Linked DNA regions of Lactuca sativa: region 1 is linked to region 2. The links are chromatin contacts, called in public Hi-C maps. All regions are on one chromosome and are shown on one strand. Each heading gives the region's core, a stretch centred on a gene start, on an enhancer-like site or on the middle of the called end of the contact. The rest is flanking DNA. Distances are from core to core; before and after follow the strand shown. Region 1 holds the start of LOC111893406 (DNA replication licensing factor MCM6). Region 2 holds the start of LOC111893403 (dol-P-Man:Man(6)GlcNAc(2)-PP-Dol alpha-1,2-mannosyltransferase).

Region 1 (3,853 bases), core at 356-2,855, 190 kb before region 2:
CTCTTCTCCCATCACAAATCTGAATAAAGAGTCACACAAAAACAATATAAATGGAAAGAACGATTGACAAAAACGTTAAGGTGAAGTAAACAACAAACCTGCACTGAATTGGCAATAAAGGCAAGGCGATAAGAAAGATCTCTAACTCCCAAAGCCCGGAGGCCTTTAACACCTTCTTGAACAGTGCCAGTGGTGTCGCGTTTACTACCACCATCTCTACGAACTTCGGCTCTTTCTCCAGGAGCTGCTAATGCGAAAATGTCAGGTATCACAACCACAGTGCCAGTAAAGATCACCCTGCAAAGTGAAGTAAGTATAAAAGTTAAAAAGAGTTGTTATGTAAAGAGAAAAGAAAAAAGTGTGTGAATTGAATTTACATACGTGTCACCAGCCCTAGCTTGTTCAACAATGTCATGGCGAAGAATGACATCTAATGATCTCGGAAGGGATCCTGCGGGTATTTCTTTTGATGTTTCCTGCATCCTGACCCTCTGCCAATCTGCAAATTTACTTTCTTGTCGAAGAAGTGCCCATTTTCCTTTCTTTGAGCACATAGCATTAATGCATATCATGGGCTCAGTGTATTTATACTGTTGCTCAACGTTTTTGATGATGGTTCCACAATCCAAGCATTTGAAAGTTCCCTGGAGGAGTTCTGGTCTAACCTCGCTAGTACGAGTCACCACTCCTGTAACTGATACTAGTCTGCCTATCTCAGATGTGCTCAGTTCCCTCAATCTGGACACAAACATAAATTAAAAATTGAAATCTTCAAACAAATACTAGTAGATTGATAATAGTGTAGAAGAAAATGTACCTTTTTATGACAGGTAAATTATAAAATGCAATATTGATATCCTTATTTGGGTTGTCGTCGGTTATGAAGGTGGGTTTCTGACCCATTACGAACCTCTTACATGCGTTCTTCAGGTACGACTCAAACCTAAAAGGTGTATCATACAATTCAACAATTTCAAAGCCAAAAATGTTACTAAATTTTACTCGAAACAGGAAAGGAAAGTTTACCTCAAATATTCATCAGAAATTGCTTTCTGCAGAACATCGTTGAACCGCATAACATGAGAGAAATCGATGAACATTGTGTTGGACTCGTTTGGTCTCATTGCTTCGATTTCCGATTCATAGAAAGGTTCCCTCGAATTCGCATCTAACCTAAAACTGTAACGCATAATAAAAGTAAATTAAAAGGCAGAGACCAAAAGTTGTCAAATTCAAACATGAATCGCATCAATTTCATTTGGATCTACACGACAAACCCTGATGCCATACCTCTTAAGAAACTCCAAGAAGATATTCTCGACCTTCGCTGCTTTCTCGTCGGTGAAATATGCGCCGCCGAAAGAATCCATATTGTTGGCTGCCTTCCTCTAAGTTTTTTTTTCTTTTTTTGCTCAACTGTGAGTGAATTCGTTGATTGGGAACGGAAGTAGATGAATGAAACTGTGTATGCACTTTTTGGCGGGAAAATAAGCAGAGCGTGTTAGGGTTCCCGCCACATCTCGCGGGATGGGCCGCCTTGACCCGATGCTCCGACCCAAGTGGCAATTGCCTCTGAATAAGACATATTACATTTCATTCGTTCGTAGAAGTTTTATTATCTTTCTTTATTTTATTTTGTTTTTTCTAAAAACCAAATGCACGATGGTTTAAAACTTCGAATTGAATATATTATCATAAAACAGACATTATAATAATAAAAATATGAGTTCGGTGCTTTACTGTTTGTAGCTCCTTTATTATTTTATAGTTTGAAATGATGGTTTATTTTGCGTATTTGTTGGTTATTTATTTTAAAGAAATTTGATGCTTCAAAATAAAACGATCACCCAATAATAATCATACTAATTTAAAAATATTGTTTATAACGATGGTTTATTTTTAGTTTTGTCTTAGCATCTTTCTATATCGTAATATCATTATGTAACGAATAATAATCATATATTAATTTTAAATTTATTAATCATACAATTTTACTTGAGAACATACAGATAAAATCATGAATTTTGAAAAGAAAAAAAAAAAACTTTGTCGATAATTGATTTTATTATATATATATTCTATCATAATAAAAAAAATACTTTTTTTGACGCATGGCAACTAATCACCCTCCAAACCTTCAAAATGAAATACCGAAAATGTCCCCGGGTTTTATTTTCATGCTCAAACAAAAATGCATCTTAATTTCTATTTTTCTAGCTAGATTGCGTAAAATCTAGATCTTACAAAATGTCATACTTCATACGCACCGGTTATTTCTATTCTAGATTTTCTTATCCTATTTTTAGGATTACTTTTTTCATCAATAGTTCCAATAATGATCAAAATACATTGAATATTATTATTACTAATAAACGCAGGAAACACATAAAAAAACATATAAATGTATAAAATAAATCAAACTAAACTTATGGACACCTTCGGTTGATAAAAAAAAACATCATTGATGTTTAAGACTTCACAATTAAAATAAATCAAATTAAATCCAATAATCTACTCTTCTTATGTGTTCCATCATAGTTTACACACATAAAACATAGATTGAATAGTTTTAAAACTCATGTAACACATAATTATAAAATAAAATTTTAAATTTTAGAATATTAATTATATTATCTAAATTAACTTGTAAATTATTCGTATACGATTTATGTCATCAAAGGTAAGAACTTTTATTAGACATATTGATGGCTTTGAAAAAGGTTTTGTATTTGAATCAAAATGTTATTTCTATAGACTTGCTATAGTACAATGTGTTAATAGAAAAAAAAAAAAAAAAAAAAAAAAAAAAAAAAAAAAAGATAGTCCGTTGCTATTTTGATTGTAATGGAATTTTACTAATGATCACATTTATATTTGCTAATATATCAAATGGTTCTCTTAATTTTCTAACGAGTTTTGGTTCATAATATTTAATCTAAAAAAATGTTTGTTAACAATAATAATGAACATCATGAGAGTGTAAACCCATTTTCAATTGCTAATATATCTTTTGTTTGAACAATAATATAAAGTTTATTAAGGAAAATGACAGAAGGAAGTTGGACAATAAACAATACAAAAAGAAATTACATAGCCAGTAAAACTTACAACCGATTATGGACTAAATGATATAGAAAGTTTAAGTGGAAACATATATTATGGAATAGGCATTCTAGAAAATGAACATATGACATTTTTAGGTTTCGTTTATTAGAATATAGGTTTTACAACCTGTGTATTACAAGAACTGACAAATTAAAATAGAAAAAAAAAATAATGCATAGCAACTGACTTTGTATAAAAGAATAAAAAAATCAAATTTAAGTATATAAATAAATTCTAAGAACAAAAATAACACAAAATATGAATACACATTGCTATTTTTTATATTTGACAACAACACTTGAACACAAAAAATGGCAAAAAATTGAAGAACTTAACCTAGGGATGTAGGTGGGGGTGAGGGTGGGGTTATTTGTTAACCAACTTATATGGTATGTCACCGTAGAGCTCAAGCACTTGTAGTTTCCTGCATATATGTGCATTTTAAGTCATTTCAATTAAAAATGTTTACAATTACAAGTAAATATTTACATATGTACATAATCAAAAGGAAATCCATGTATATAATTATAGCTCATACTTTCATAATTTAAATAAAGTGAAATATTAAGTCGTTTAACCTTTAATGTTTAAAGTAATCTTCTAAACAGTTACGTGATTGATTAAGTAAACATGGATGTGTAAAGATGACTGCTACAAACAAACATACATTTCCTTTTAACAATTTGATGTTATAAAATACTTTGTTATTTAATGCATTTAGCCTTTTTTGAATGTTAGTTGTGTAAAT
Region 2 (3,917 bases), core at 884-3,383:
GCCTCTCCAGAGGTATCCCAGGAAAATCCTCTGGGAATACATCCAGGTACTCTCGCACGATTGGTACATCATCCATTGACGCCTTACCCTTATCCCAGGTATCCATAACATAGACGACATGGAAACATCCCAAAAATACGGTCCAAAAATTTCATTTTTAATTCATTATTAAGACCACAGAAATATCATCATGTAAACATCGCAAACTATGTATCTTAAAAACATCATCATAACTCTCAAAGTATCAAAATATCATATCAAATATCATAGTGAAATATCCCAGGCTAGAAAACTGTGGTGTGTGTCATGTGATCATCCCGAGCCCTTCTCTTTTTTAGCAGAAGTACCTGAAACCAAAACTGAAACCCTTAGCACAGAACTTAATGAGCTCCCCTAAGATACCACATACCATACATATAACATGCAACTAAGGCCCTGTTTGGTAGCCTCTTAATTGAAAAATTAAGAGGCAAGCTCTTAATTTTTCAGATAAAGACTGTTTGGTTGCATATTATTTTATGCCTCTGAATTTATAAGTTGCCTCTTAAACTTTCAGATCTAAAGACATATCTGGAAAAATAAAAACAACGTGCATTCCCTTTTTGCCCAGATACTTTATCTCCTTCCCTTTGCTCTTTCTTCTTCACAAACGGCGCTTCCCACTGAAAACTCCAATTACAACCCTCCACAATTCACCATCCTTTCCGGTCATCCCATCTAGACATTGCCGAACATTGTCGCTGACAACGAAGCCCTCCGGCTCCCTCATCGACGCGTATTTCGTTTTTACCCCTGCGCCCCCTCGTCTCTTTCTATTTCTCACGAATCCTATTCCTTCCAACCCCTCTCCGATGATTGCTACCCTCCAATGCCTGCTTGTCACCGTCTCTTCCAACGACTCACAGTCCTAATCGGACCATCGTTGGAGCGCAGTCCCTCCACCTAATAGGACGATCGGCCAGCCCCACCATTTTTCGAATATCACACCAGGTATTGTGTAGAATTTTAGGGTTTTCAATTTATCTTGCTTTTTTGGAATTGTCAATCGATCACCGCTTGAAATATTGTTTATTAGCCAACTCCATGACTCAACCCTAATCGGCCAGCCCCACCATTTTCATATGCATATTTCAAGTCATATTGATATGTATTGTTTATGAAATATGATAGCAGGTGTATACTCGGAATCAATATAGTTTTGATCCGATAGAAGTGTTTTCTAGCAAAGTTGAACCAATTATTGAGTTGTTTATTACCCATTATTGAGTTTGCTTGCTGATGTTTTATCAAGATTTGAACCAATTTGATCAGTTATCTGCTTTGTTGCTATTCTGGAGATGTGCTTACAGTTCATTGTTAATTCAGACAGTTATGGTTATGTTTTGATTAGTAGTTTCTTAAAAGTCTTATTTTGGTGCAGCACTGCATCTTGGTACCGTCCATACCGATACAAAAGGTGAAAAGGATATTGGATGGGTGTCAATGTTTAGGGGTATCTTTTGATCCAGGGAGCAAAAGTAAAAAAGATGATATGAATTTGTGTTTTTCACTATTCTATTTACATAGATGTAAATGTAAATACTTAAATTTGACTTTGTTATCAATTTTGAATTTTTGTGAATCTTTGTAATATGGATGTGTATTAACAATGAAATGTTTCATTTCGTCACAAATTAGGGGTATATGAACATGTATTTATTTCAAAAGCATTGTACCATTAATTAGCTAGGTAAGAGCTTGAGCATGTTTTTATTTTGAAGTACATAATCGTCAAGTTATTTTTCACAATTATTCAATAAGTTTGTCAAATTGTTTTCTAAATAGAAACATTGAATTCAACAAAAAATAACACAGAAGGGTAAAATGATCATTTTTGTTATTCAGCATAACAATTCAGAGGTTTCAACCAAATAATATGTTAGAAGTTCAGATCTTAAAAATTCAGACCCTTTTAAACATTCAGATCTCTTAAAAATTCAAATCTTAAAAATTCAGATGCTGCCAAACAGCCTTAAGATATACAGTCCGCCCACTCTCATGGAGATTCGGGCCCAATGATTCGGGCTTTAGCCGGTAGTCCAACTACCCAATCATTTGGGCTTTCCCGTTTCACGGAATAGCTTTTCCGACGACTATCCGACCGGTTTTGTTCATTCTTTAACGATTTTCGAAGCCGAAAGCGGAAAAGAAGCAAACATAAAGCAAATCCACCAAGCTGTATTTGCAGAAGGATCGAGGCAATAGCTACAGAGTAAAGCAATGGCAGCACTTCCAACAAGGAGAAGACGTCCGTCGGAATACGATCGTTTGTTGCCTTCAACATCGGCCGATGCGGATGGTTATACGAAGGTAGACAAGCCAGCGGAGAAACCAGGGGTTGAGGTGGATAAAGGTCTGTCATGGACATTTCCTATATTTGCCCTAGGGATATTAAGGTATTTGAGTGCAACTACGAATATCGTTCATGACTGTGATGAAGTGTTCAATTATTGGGAGCCTCTTCATTTCCTCCTTTACAAATCAGGTTTTCAGACTTGGGAGTACAGGTATTCTCCATTCATTTCTCATTATTCGTTACCTGTTTGAGTCATATGATCATCATAATCCCTGAATTTTTCTTTGTTGGACATGTTAGAAGTACGAACTAAGGATTACACCAAATTTACACACTCTGAGAATTCCAACTAAGATCTAATAAGCGCAGATAACTTAATAACTACATCTTAATATGAATCTACCATTTGACTGAAATCAAAGAGCCTGATTTTGTTTCTGTCTTACATAGCAACTTCAGAACAAGTTCTTTCAAATACGAGGCTATACAGTATAGTATATGTATATCCCTTCACAATACAACAAAAAATCACCACTGAAATAAGCAATTCGGAATGTGTTTGTGCTAATTGTTTGCCTTAGCTCTTCAATTATTTTCTGTTTCACAATCTCTTCCATGGAAGTTCTATCCCCATTCCTCAAATTCAGCCATGATTTCTAAACTCTGAGATAAATTATCTGTTAATTGCAGTTCTCAGTTTGCATTGCGTTCATACCTCTACATTCTGTTCCATTACATGGTGGGTTGGCCAGCTTCACAGATGTATAATTGGCTTGATGAGGAAAAAGTAATACAATTCAACACTCTCTATAATCATTCCATTTATAATCTTGTTGATTTCTACTTCCATTAACATAATCAATCGAATGATTTCTTCATCACATTTCAGGTAAGAGTATTCTATGCTGTGAGAATCTTTCTTGGCCTTCTTTCTGTCATATCTGAAGCTGCTTTAGTAGTAGCACTTTCCAGAAAGTATGGGAAACGCCTTGCTTGTTACACACTCTCCCTTTTATGCTTAACAAGTGGTTGCTTTTTTGCTAGCACAAGTAAGTTCCCAAATGCAAGAATTATCAAAATCTAATAATTCCCTTTTCATATTAAATCTTTTTCATAACTTTTACAGGTTTTTTGCCAAGTTCTTTTTCTATGTATGCAATTTCTCTCTCTTCAGCATTGTTTCTTTTTGGGATGAATGCCATGGCTGTTGCTGTTGCAGCAACTGGAGTTATTCTTGGTTGGCCATTTTCAGTCCTTGCTTTTCTTCCAGTAACAGTCTACTCTCTACTTCGAAAATTCAAAAGGGCGTTTATATCAGGGGCGTTTATGTCAATTACACTTTTGGTACGTAATCTTTTATAAAAAAGTTGTTTCTAAATTCTAACTTTCTGTTTTCTAATCACTTGTTTTGTTTTTGTTTCAGATAATTTCAGTAGTTGTGGATTATCATTACTATGGGAAATGGACATCTTCTGTTATGAATCTGTTGGTGTATAATGTTTTAGGAGGTGGAGAGAGTCATTTATATGGAACTGAAGGGGCTTTATTTTACTTGAAGAATGGATTTAATAACTTCAATTTT

Evidence for each region. Hi-C and Micro-C count contacts between places; a contact is called where the count stands out from the background.
Region 1: a Hi-C map of seed shows a contact between it and region 2, with 4 times the contacts expected there. The contact joins the promoter of LOC111893406 here to the promoter of LOC111893403 in region 2. A contact is called at or near these places in 2 of 4 Hi-C or Micro-C datasets (leaf and seed).

What each region holds. Positions count from the first base shown.
Region 1 is chr9:180,656,403-180,660,255 of Lsat_Salinas_v11, reverse strand. It overlaps LOC111893406 (DNA replication licensing factor MCM6), which reads right to left and starts at 1,605. Exons shown (of 16, transcript XM_023889469.2): 1 at 1,291-1,605; 2 at 1,027-1,179; 3 at 818-943; 4 at 382-738; 5 at 99-297; 6 at 1-19. The coding sequence starts at 1,370.
Region 2 is chr9:180,471,789-180,475,705 of Lsat_Salinas_v11, reverse strand. It overlaps LOC111893403 (dol-P-Man:Man(6)GlcNAc(2)-PP-Dol alpha-1,2-mannosyltransferase), which reads left to right and starts at 2,133. Exons shown (of 10, transcript XM_023889465.3): 1 at 2,133-2,546; 2 at 3,026-3,122; 3 at 3,225-3,384; 4 at 3,462-3,679; 5 at 3,759-3,917. The coding sequence starts at 2,260.